Regions from separate parts of the Mus musculus genome. Here all the other regions are linked to region 3. The links are chromatin contacts, called in public promoter capture Hi-C maps. All regions are on one chromosome and are shown on one strand. Each heading gives the region's core, a stretch centred on a gene start, on an enhancer-like site or on the middle of the called end of the contact. The rest is flanking DNA. Distances are from core to core; before and after follow the strand shown. Region 1 overlaps Ido2 (indoleamine 2,3-dioxygenase 2). Region 2 has its middle 140 kb from the start of Gm30633. Region 3 overlaps Gm30471 (a long non-coding RNA gene).

The links. Promoter capture Hi-C pulls out the DNA fragments that hold promoters and counts their contacts.
Region 1: a promoter capture Hi-C map of hippocampal neurons shows a contact between it and region 3, with 15 times the contacts expected there. The contact joins two enhancer-like sites. A contact is called at or near these places in 3 of 39 promoter capture datasets (the 3T3-L1 cell line, cranial neural crest and hippocampal neurons), 2 of 115 datasets of contacts at active chromatin or transcription factors (astrocytes and embryonic stem cells) and 1 of 9 other capture datasets (pancreatic islet).
Region 2: a promoter capture Hi-C map of hippocampal neurons shows a contact between it and region 3, with 9 times the contacts expected there. The contact joins two enhancer-like sites. A contact is called at or near these places in 4 of 39 promoter capture datasets (the C10 cell line, cranial neural crest, hippocampal neurons and 1 more), 1 of 484 Hi-C or Micro-C datasets (nephron progenitors) and 3 of 115 datasets of contacts at active chromatin or transcription factors (embryonic stem cells and large pre-B cells).

What each region holds. Positions count from the first base shown.
Region 1 is chr8:24,538,999-24,542,375 of GRCm38.p6, reverse strand. It overlaps Ido2 (indoleamine 2,3-dioxygenase 2), which reads left to right. Exons shown (of 10, transcript NM_145949.2): 8 at 1,731-1,782. Among named protein-coding and RNA genes, the nearest start is that of Ido2, 36 kb to the left of the region's middle. Within about 2 kb of position 1,600, at least 9 of the 459 cell types and tissues checked have an H3K27ac peak or open chromatin away from gene starts, as enhancers often do. A contact at or near this core is called in hippocampal neurons, where this site is marked.
Region 2 is chr8:24,240,785-24,244,010 of GRCm38.p6, reverse strand. No RefSeq gene overlaps it. Among named protein-coding and RNA genes, the nearest start is that of Gm30633, 140 kb to the left of the region's middle. Within about 2 kb of position 1,565, at least 7 of the 459 cell types and tissues checked have an H3K27ac peak or open chromatin away from gene starts, as enhancers often do. A contact at or near this core is called in hippocampal neurons, where this site is marked.
Region 3 is chr8:23,640,496-23,643,782 of GRCm38.p6, reverse strand. The region is part of intron 2 of Gm30471 (a long non-coding RNA gene); the gene reads left to right. Among named protein-coding and RNA genes, the nearest start is that of Gm30471, 6.4 kb to the left of the region's middle. Within about 2 kb of position 1,547, at least 2 of the 459 cell types and tissues checked have an H3K27ac peak or open chromatin away from gene starts, as enhancers often do. A contact at or near this core is called in hippocampal neurons, where this site is marked.

The DNA of each region.
Region 1 (3,377 bases), core at 351-2,850, 900 kb before region 3:
GGCTGTGGGTCTCTGCGTTTGTTTCCTATCTGCTGCAGGAGGAAGCCTGTCCGATGGTGACGGAGCAAGGCGCTGATCTCTGAGAACAGCAGAACATCATCAAGAGTCATTGTGTTGCGTTTTGTTTTTTGTTTTTGTTTTTGTTTTTGTTTTAAAGTCAATATTATTTAGTTTCCCCCCTAGGTCCCTGGGCTATCTAGTTTCAGCATGTTGGTCACCCAATCAATTTCGGGCATGAATTCCATTGTGTGGAGTGGGACTTAAGTCAAATCAGACGTAGCTTAGATGCTTCTATAAACTTTGTACAACTGCACTAGCATATCTTGCAAACAGGATACCATTGTAGAACAAAGGGTCTGTAACTGGCTATACACACACACACACACACACACACACACACACACACACACACATATATATTATATTATATATTATATATTAATTATATATTTATGAATCACTTTTGAAATATCTACCGAATATATTTTATATTTTCATGTAAATTCTATTGTATCTATCAACATGATCACTTGGCTTTACCTTTAATTCATTAAGTTGTGTAAAATAGTAATGCATACACATCCCACTTCCTATGCAAAGGGCTGGATACTGTACTTAACAATCTGGAGAAGAAGCAAACATCAAAGTCTAGGGGAGGTCCCAGAAAACAGGCTAGCTCAGGGGACACAGTCGCACTGGTGAAGACCACCCTGGGGAGTCACACCCTAGAAGGGAGAGTGTAACCATACTAAGGAATCACACTTGAGGAGAGGTGAGACTACCCTGGGGAGTCACACCTGAGAAGAGAGGGTGTGACCACCCTAGGGAGTCAGGAAGTCACACTGGTGAAGAGTGGGGGTGTGGGATGACCACACTGAGGAGTCACACTTGAGGAAGGGGGGTGGCCACACTGAGGAGTGTCTGAAAGCATTGAGACTGTACATCTCAGGTTATCAGGGCTTCAGAGAAAACAGACAGGGAGAAGAGACAAGAACTGGATTCTGTGCGCAAAGGGGGAAAAGCAAGCAGATGTGAAGGGTGTGCTGTTAGAGTTTATCTAAAGATGTTTCTTTCAGAAATAAAGAGATATAAGCTTTAATTTGGATGAAATAAATGTGGTCTAATTTCCCAGAATGTAGAGGAACTCACTAATGTAGCAAGATTGGCCTTTCAAAGCAGACCAAAGACATTGAGAATTAAGATAGCTATGATGGCGTGCTTCCTTAGGTGGAAGTCCTATATGGAATCCCATACTCCCCAAATGTGACTGGTCGGTGCAGCTTGGGGCTAACAGCTCTGTTGACCTGTGGTGACCCCTGGAAAGCCCTGTGGGATAGAGGAACTCCTGGATGTCAGTCATTTGCTCTGCCTCTCTTGTGAAAGCAGTGGTCTCTGTTTTTCTTCCTTCTCTCGGCTTTTCATATTCTCTTGCATATCCTGTTTATTTGAAATGTTTCTTAAAGGATGCTCATAGTCTCTCACTGGTGGTGGTGAAGTACAAAACCCTGCTGCACAGCAAACAGAGGGGGCCAGCATACGGAACGGATTAACAGCCCTATGAGAGCCCACACGCTCTTCAAGAGAACATTCCATCTGTATTTGCTGCTGCCATTCTGGGATCTGCATACATCAGATAGGAGTGGGAAGCCCTGGGAAAACAGCAGGGTCCAAGGCACATGTGGCCAATTGCTTTTTGCCCATGGTAAAGTTCACATTTGATTGCTTTCCAGATTATGTGGACCCAGACATATTTTACTCGGTCATCCGGATCTTCCTCTCTGGGTAAGTACAGCTTAATTGGTTTCCTGCTTGAGACCTGTAGAGTTCCCCAGATTTGTGCGAGGATAGACAGACAGAAGCTTCCTAAAGTAAGAAGTATAGCAAGTGACTCAAGCTGGCAAAGTCACCACCTGGGTCCACTCTAGGAGGCTGGACCCCAAAATGATCAGAAGGAAAAAGGTTCCAACAAAGCTGGGAACTTAAATCCAAAAGGGGCAAAAGGGGCTGTCTTCAGCCACCAGAGGGAGACCATGGACCCTCTGAGAACCCCAACGTGATGACAGGGGCAAAAATTAAAGATGGGAGAGAGAGTGGGCAGGGAGAATGTGGGGAGGAGATGGAAGGGAGGGTAGAGGAGAGAAAGGCTGGAAAATGATAGCTACTTCTTTGTCCCTTGACCTTTGAGGACATAGCATTCAGGGGACCCATCAGGAGACAAGAGTCCAGGCTGTCACCTGACAGAACCATCAATGCCTTGATCTTAGACTCCCTCTCCTTCGGAGTTGTGAGAAATACAGTATGATTGATCATATTCAGCTTGAAGTATTTTGCTATGGTGGTAGCAGGTACCCTTGATTTGTCTCACGGCTATACACTTCTCTGTCTGTCTGCCTACCTCGCATGCCCCCTGCTCCATCAAGCACATGTCTTCACCCAGTTATTTCTACCTTGACAAGCTTTAACCAGGTTGCCATCCAATTCACCAACCAACAGAGCCGATTCACTTTTGAACGTTTGTGTCTTGTTGACTTGGAGGTGCCGGTGATGTTATCAGAAGCATCCAAGCTGTGCCTGGAGACAGCAAGAGACAGACCAGATGCCGAATCTATTACCATTACTGCCAAGTCCCATTGGGAGAAAAACTAAAGTGTGCATTCGTGCATGTGTGCGTGTACGTGTGTGTCTAGAACTGAAAATTTTATTTCCTTGCAAGTATCAGACTAGAGTTTTCCTGGCCTGCTAGGTCCTCTGTTGCCTCTCCCCACCATGTCCCCAATTTGACTCCTGACACAGCACTGGCACTTGGCATTTTTCTAGAATTACACATTTTCCTGACTTTTCTCTTGACTACCGCCAGAGGAAATTTCTCTTAAAGGGGCTCCTGTGGCTGTGCTCAATCTAGTCGGATGAGTCAGGGAAATTCCCACATTAAAGCTAAACTGATCAGTGGCCTTAATCCCATCTGAAAAGTCCTCCTGCCCTGTCCTGTAATAAATATATCATGGTGACCGGAACAGCTCATAGTATTAAGAGTCCTAGGAATTCGGTTGGGAACCTTGGGGAGCTATTTTTAGAATCCTACCCTCCAGTGTCTTTCAAAGGAATCATTTCTACTTCCTCTTGGCAGAGACTTGATAAGAACCAGAAGGGGACTTTGTTTGCATCGACATAAGTTCCGGGCAATGACACTTTTTATCTGGTATTTGGCATAAAGGCCATCCCTCCACTTCAAATGCTGAGACTGTTTACTGTGCCGCTAAGTGGCTGTACAAGATCCTAAATGTAGCTGTAGTTTCAACAAACATCTGGATTGTTGGGAGTTTCCAGTAGACTTCTCTTTAAAATGTCAGCCTCGCTATTCTGCATCTATCCCGAGT
Region 2 (3,226 bases), core at 316-2,815, 600 kb before region 3:
CCTTAAAGACACAACCCCAGCTTTCTTCATTTATAAAGACCATTGTCATAGCGTGGATCTTGAACGTGCCCCAAGGCCAGTGTCTAAACACCCTTGGAATGATCTGGAGGTGGTGTAGGGTAGCTTAGTGTGGGGGGTAGGTTATCGGGGTGCATCACCATGTATTTCAAGGCTCTGGTCTCTTGCTCGTTTTCTTCTTCTTCTTTTTTTTCTTTTTTCTTTTTTCATTTCCAGCCATCAGGTGAGTGGTGTCTTTTCACCACGGGCTCCTACCCTGTTGTACTGCCCCACGCCAGGGCTAAAGCAACAGAGTCAGCCAAGAACTGAGCTCACCAGGACTGTGAGAGAAAAACAAACCTTCCGTCTTCATGAGTCAAATCAGCAGGAGACATCTGACCAACCCAATCATGGCTGTATCTTGAGCCCCACAAAGAGCACAGCACTGTCTTATTTTATATATATATATATATATATATATATTTTTTTTACCTGTTTACTGTCTAATGTTTTACTCTGACATTTAAAATATTATCGATTTGCTTATATTTTTGTAGTGAAACCTTCATTCAGGCTCTAGTTAAGTCCCCTCCCCCACCTCAAAGTTATAGCTCAGTGGTAGAGACTGGCCTGACATATTCAAGCTCCTGGGTTCTATACCCTGTATGAGAAACAAACAAACAAACAAACAAACAAACAAAACCCTCCACACCGAACAAAAAAAAAGCAACAAATACATAAAATAACCCCGGAGTGGAGAAATTATACTTCCTTTTGTTTTGAATGATGCATAGCAGACCCACAAAAGTGACCACACTTACTGTATGGGAAAATCCTTGATGGGATTCTGTGGGAAATACAAGGAGCTTACAGGAATACGCAGAAACCCCAGTGCTCCATTGTGCAAAACCAAGACTCGAGGCAAGCAGAGCTCAGACGCATCACACTGCTGGGTGGCCCAAGTGGCAGACCTCCATGTTTGTTTTCTGTTGACACGGCCAGATGGTAGAAGGCTAAATGACATTAGTGCCATTTCTTGAGAGAAAATTGGCTCCTTGTAAGGACAAAACCCAAGCAGGAAATAAGGATGGAAGTCAGTGTTTTGTCACCACCACCACAGTGTAGCAGAGCAAATTTGTCCACTGTGAGACAGTCTGGGAAAGGCAAGGACAAACAGTGACAGGATATAGATCCCATCTAGGTCTCTGAGGAGAAGGACACTCAGGATGCAGGGGCTGCACACCCTGGCTTTGTCTGTTTCCTTCCAACCTTGTCTAACTGGTCCAAGACTCAGCTGACCTTCTGGGATCTGTCACCATCCTCCCCTCTTGTCACTTTACTCTAGACTCTAACCTCACTTTCTGCTTCACCAAGGAAATACAAATGAAGAGAACAAAGCTTGCTCAGTCACCTCCTTTCACCCCCTAAGGACTTCACGTTCCTTGGGCACCACTGTTTCTATCCTATCTCGTCTAACAGCACCCAGATTTTTGCAGAGTCCTATCCTGACAGCACAGTCCCCAGCCCCCTTTCCCTCCCTCCTCTCTGACATTCAGTACCAAACCACTCGGAGCATTCGCTTCTGTTTGTTCTGTCTTCCCCTCTTATCATATCACCCACCAGTTGCCATCTGCCTCATGACACCAGTACTTTTCCTGCAATAATCAACAGGCCCGAAGCTCACTAAGCACATCTTTTGTTCCCAACTCACGAGGATGCTGGAAACAGCTATGGGGTGGACCATTTTAGGGTACCAGATCTAGTCTCACTATTTGACAAGTTTCTCCACTTGCTTAAGTTTAAATCTCACTTCCCTTTAAGGGGCAGTGACTATAAGACCCCTTCCCCTAAAGGATTGTCATGATGATTGGGTTAGGAAATGAGTGTAGTCACTCTAGTGACTCAGCACAGTCTATCTAGCACGCTGCCATTTAACCAGGGCTCCCTATCATTGGTCTTTTAGCGGTCTTCACTCCTGGGTGGGCCTTCCTCTTTCTGACCAACCTGTTTGCCCTCAGCCTCCTATGTCTCTGCAAGGCTACCAAGGTCCATCCCCAAACTGTCTAAACAAAGTGAGAAATGTAGAATCCAATCAGAATGAACGAGCTGAGTCCTAGATGTTATCTCTTAAACCTTTTCTCCCCAAATTTCATGGAGTGCAGCTTAAGAAACACTGCTAACTGCGTGTGACCCATAGGGGTGCCTATGCCTACACATTTTATGATATGAGGAAAGACCTCGTCTTTTTGCACTTTTAAACCAGCCTCTGGGGTTGAAATTCTGACCTCTGTTCTCCTGTTTTGCTTTTTTCCAAGTCGTGGAAAATTCTTACTGCAGCAGCCTGCCCTTTTGGGCATTGTGCAGACGGAGTTTTGATATTCCAGTCCTAGCCTGGGTGAGGTGTGCAGGTGATATATGTGCAGGCAGAGCAAAACCAGGTCTTGACTCTGCATCACCCACAGCCTTACTTAATGAAAAGCCACCAAATTCTGGGTAGCCCACAGGAAGCTTGAATTTTGGGTGTGGGGGTTCTTCCAGTGTCTACCCAAACACATGGGCTGCTTTCCGTGGATGGAGCAGGGTGTTCAGAAGTAAATGGGGTACACCCAGGGTTCCTTTCATGTTGGCCCCACACTTCAAAACATCTCTGATTTTCTTTTCTTCTTCCTGTAGTCTATGAGAAGAACATGATCAACAAACTCCGGGGCAATATGCACAATTGGTGTCAGAGTCACACTTCACTTGGCTTTACAAAGTGCTTTGAAGGTATTTTGTCTACATCAGGATTTCTCAAAATATGATGCATTACAAACAGTTTGAGCAGTACATTCTTAAGCATGTGAGAATAGGAAAAGTAATTATGGATGGAAATTATGAGGCACGTGTGCTACTATCTGCTCTGCCACGAGCCATGCCATAAGAGCTTTGCACATGCCTATGGCTCTCAAGACCTTCAGTTAATTAGTAATCAAGTGGGAGGTGTTAATAGCAAGACTTAGGCAGGTCTACAAATGCCAATAAAGAAGCTGGCAAACACCTAGTGAGTAAGCTTGAGTCTGGAAACAGCTTAGAGGCAGCTGTGTAAAAGTCAACAGACAATTATAAAATGAAACCGCACATGGTTTGTTTTTGAAAACATACCCTTTTTGATTTTATTATTATTATTTAATGTATACAAGTGTTTTGGCTGTACATGCATGCAGTACCCACACATACCAGAAGAGGGCAC
Region 3 (3,287 bases), core at 298-2,797:
TCACACCATCACTAGCAGCCGTGAACACAACGTTTCTCAGCAGCATGGTTGTGTTTTCTTAAAACCTTCCATCAACAAAGTGAGCAAAGGCGGTGCATGTTCACACTTTGTTTCTCCTTGACTGTGTGTACAACAGAACATCTCTGGGGTTCAATGGACATACAATTCCATTCCGCTTTGACTGCTCCATGTATCCCGCCCCAGTCTCCTTCCTGCCTGGGGAGCTTTGGTTCAGAACTTCAGGAGGTTGTACAGGACTTTTCAATACCTGGAAGTCATGTGTCCCAACAGGCAGATTGCCTCACTGAGAGATGACGTGCCTCAACACCTGACAAATGCTGTCATCTTCAGACCTGGCTGGAGGTGAGAAAAGCCATGCACTCGACATAACCCAGTGGCTCATGTACTGAGATCTTTGTGTACTTAGAAAGGCATCATGGACCCAGACAGGAGCTTCAGTCCTAGGCAATGCTGCACCATGCATCTCTTGGGAACTTGACCTTCTTCTTGTCTTCACTTGTAACTGAATCTGGTCAAGTAGCTATGGGCACACAGCTGTGCTCCTCTGAGGCATGAGGCTGTAAAGGCAAATGAAGCAGACAGCACTACAGATGGCAGAGGAGACCTCTGAGAGGCCCTGAAGTATAGTGTGGAGAACATGGCCACTTCTCCAAATGGAGATGCTGAACACACAGTGTTCTGCCCCTGAGTTGAATTTGATAGGAGGAGGGGGCTAGTGGGGAAGTTCTCCCTCCTTCCAAGGAAGCCACAAAGCAGTTGGTTCTGACTTGATGGTGAGAGGAACAGGTGTGGAACATCTAGAGCTTACTACAGGTTATACCCACTCATGAGTGTAGAAGAGACCAGCACACTTTCAATCCCAACAACTGGAGCAGCTGAGACTGGAGGATCACTTGAGTCAATGACTTTAAAAAGAGCTAGGGCCAACATACATATACATATATGCATACACATACATCATATACATATATGCATACATGCATGTAGACATACATATACATAACATGCCTATATACTTACACACATGTACACATATACACATGTGTATACATGTAAACATATATAACATATATGCACATACATATGCACAAGTATGCATGCATATACATATACATGTATGTACACACATATGCCTGTGTAGATGTCTATAAAGAGGTGAAAACACTTCTACAATACTCTCATGGTGCTTTGAAATAATTTATACAGCTGTTTCAGACGTATAACTGCAGCCCCTTGGAGAATAATTATTCTTCTTAGATTCTTGGGTTATAGTTGGATAGATGCTTATTAAATGAAAGGATAAGCCAAAGAGGGAGATAGAGAGGGAGAGAAAGAAAAAGAGGAGGAGCAAGGAAGAGGTGGAGGGGAGGGGAAAGGTGAGAGAGAGGGAGGAGGAAGAGGGAGAACACCAAGCCACACACACCTCAGGCTCTTGCCTTTAGTTCTTCTCTTAGGAACTGTGTGCAGAGCCGCAGGATTCTCAGCTACTCCCTATTTGCGCTGACTGGAGCATCTTTGCTGTGTTGTTCTGTGCTAGCTGTGGGTAGCTGGAGTGATGCCACATGACAGCTGCCCACACAGGACTCTGGAAAGAATAAAACACATCTCTTCGGCCTGACACTGGAAACTACACTTCCCAGAGGAAGGAGGAAGGCCCCTGTACCTGAGTGTATTTTATTTACATGTGCAGAAGGTGGCAAGAGTAGCTACCATCATCTCAAGTCCAATGAAACCGCACGTCAGATCCTGACGGCAACTGAAAAGGATGTTTGCCACAGGCAGATGCCCCAAGCCAAGCCTTAGATGGAATCAGACTTTGAGTCTGTCACAAGAAAGAGGCTGTTGACAAACTTTAATTATGAGCTGTGTGTGGGTGGAGACGGCATACCAGAACTCAAGGCATCTGGGAAGAAGCAGAGTGGGTGACACGTTAGACTGGCTGATTCCCGCTACACATCACTCTGCAGCGCACTGACCTCCAACGCCCCACCAAGAGGTGGGGCCTCCTCCTGCTCCCACCTTCCCAGGGTATCCCTTCCTGAATAATTGAACTTCTGTCCAAATGGTTCTGTGCTCTCTCCATAGAAGCATTAGAGCCTTTAAATATTTCAAAATTACTGGGTTGTGTAGGGTCACCACGCTGGCCCTATGGATACACAAAAGCCAATGTCAGCTGATATGGGCACAGCCCTGATAAAAGTACCCTCCCTCTTCAGTTCTAGGTGAGGCTTTTGCAGTGTTCAGACTCTGACCCTGTGAGCAACTATGGAGTAAGCTAAGCATTGTGGTCTCTACAATAAGAGAATGTCTGATGGAGGAGGAGGTTGGAAAGACTATTGGATGCTCTCCTATTCCTGCAACTAGATGCCTATCGCTTCCTGGTGTGGTGACCCTGATGAGTTAGGCTTCCCACCCACATTCCAGGACCCTTTCTTTGAAGACAAGTTTAGTTCTTCAGACAGAAATTTAGAGACTCATGGGGCACATACCAAAAGGTACTGAGTGATATACTTCGACAGCACTGTCAATAATGGGGGAAGAAGCTACAAGTGCCTAAGACCCCTGGATTCCATGCATCCTTGCAGGGCACTGCTAATTGCCTCCCTAGAAAGGGGCTAGCCATACTAAGTTTAGAACGTCAGAACCCCCCAACTACTGGCCCTGTGGACACTGACACCAAGAAATATGCCCTGAATATCACCCTCTGGTCAGCAAAATGGAATAAGCAACATCACAGTTAATCCCTTCCCTCTAAAGCTTCAGGATACGTTCTTTGTTAATGAAGCCTCTTAGGAGACTCTCAAGAGGCACTGCTCTCCCTAACTTACTGAGCTTCCCCTATTAATTCTCTGTAGACTGCGGTCCCATGAAATACCCTTGAAAGGGTGTTTGGTTTTTTGTTTTTTTTTGGGGGGGGGGGTTGTTTGTTTGCTTGCTTGCTTGCTTGCTTGCTTGTTTTTGTTGTTCTTGTTGTTTTTGTTTTCCAGAATGGTATAGTGTGACTGTAGTGGCAGGTCCTTCACAGATGTGGTTATGAACATCAAGTGATTATTTTAAGGAGTTTAATAAAGCCAGAGCTGTGAATCTCAAACCAGCAATTACATAAGGGAATAAACTAATACTGTTCAGGACATTGGCCTTCTAGCGGTTCGATGACATCATGGTTCTCAGCGTGCCTGAAGGGTGTATGAGGTGTGGGACATTTGTAACATTCTCCCTTGAATGATATGGCTCTCACTACACTACAGTGAGAAAGTGACCAAAAA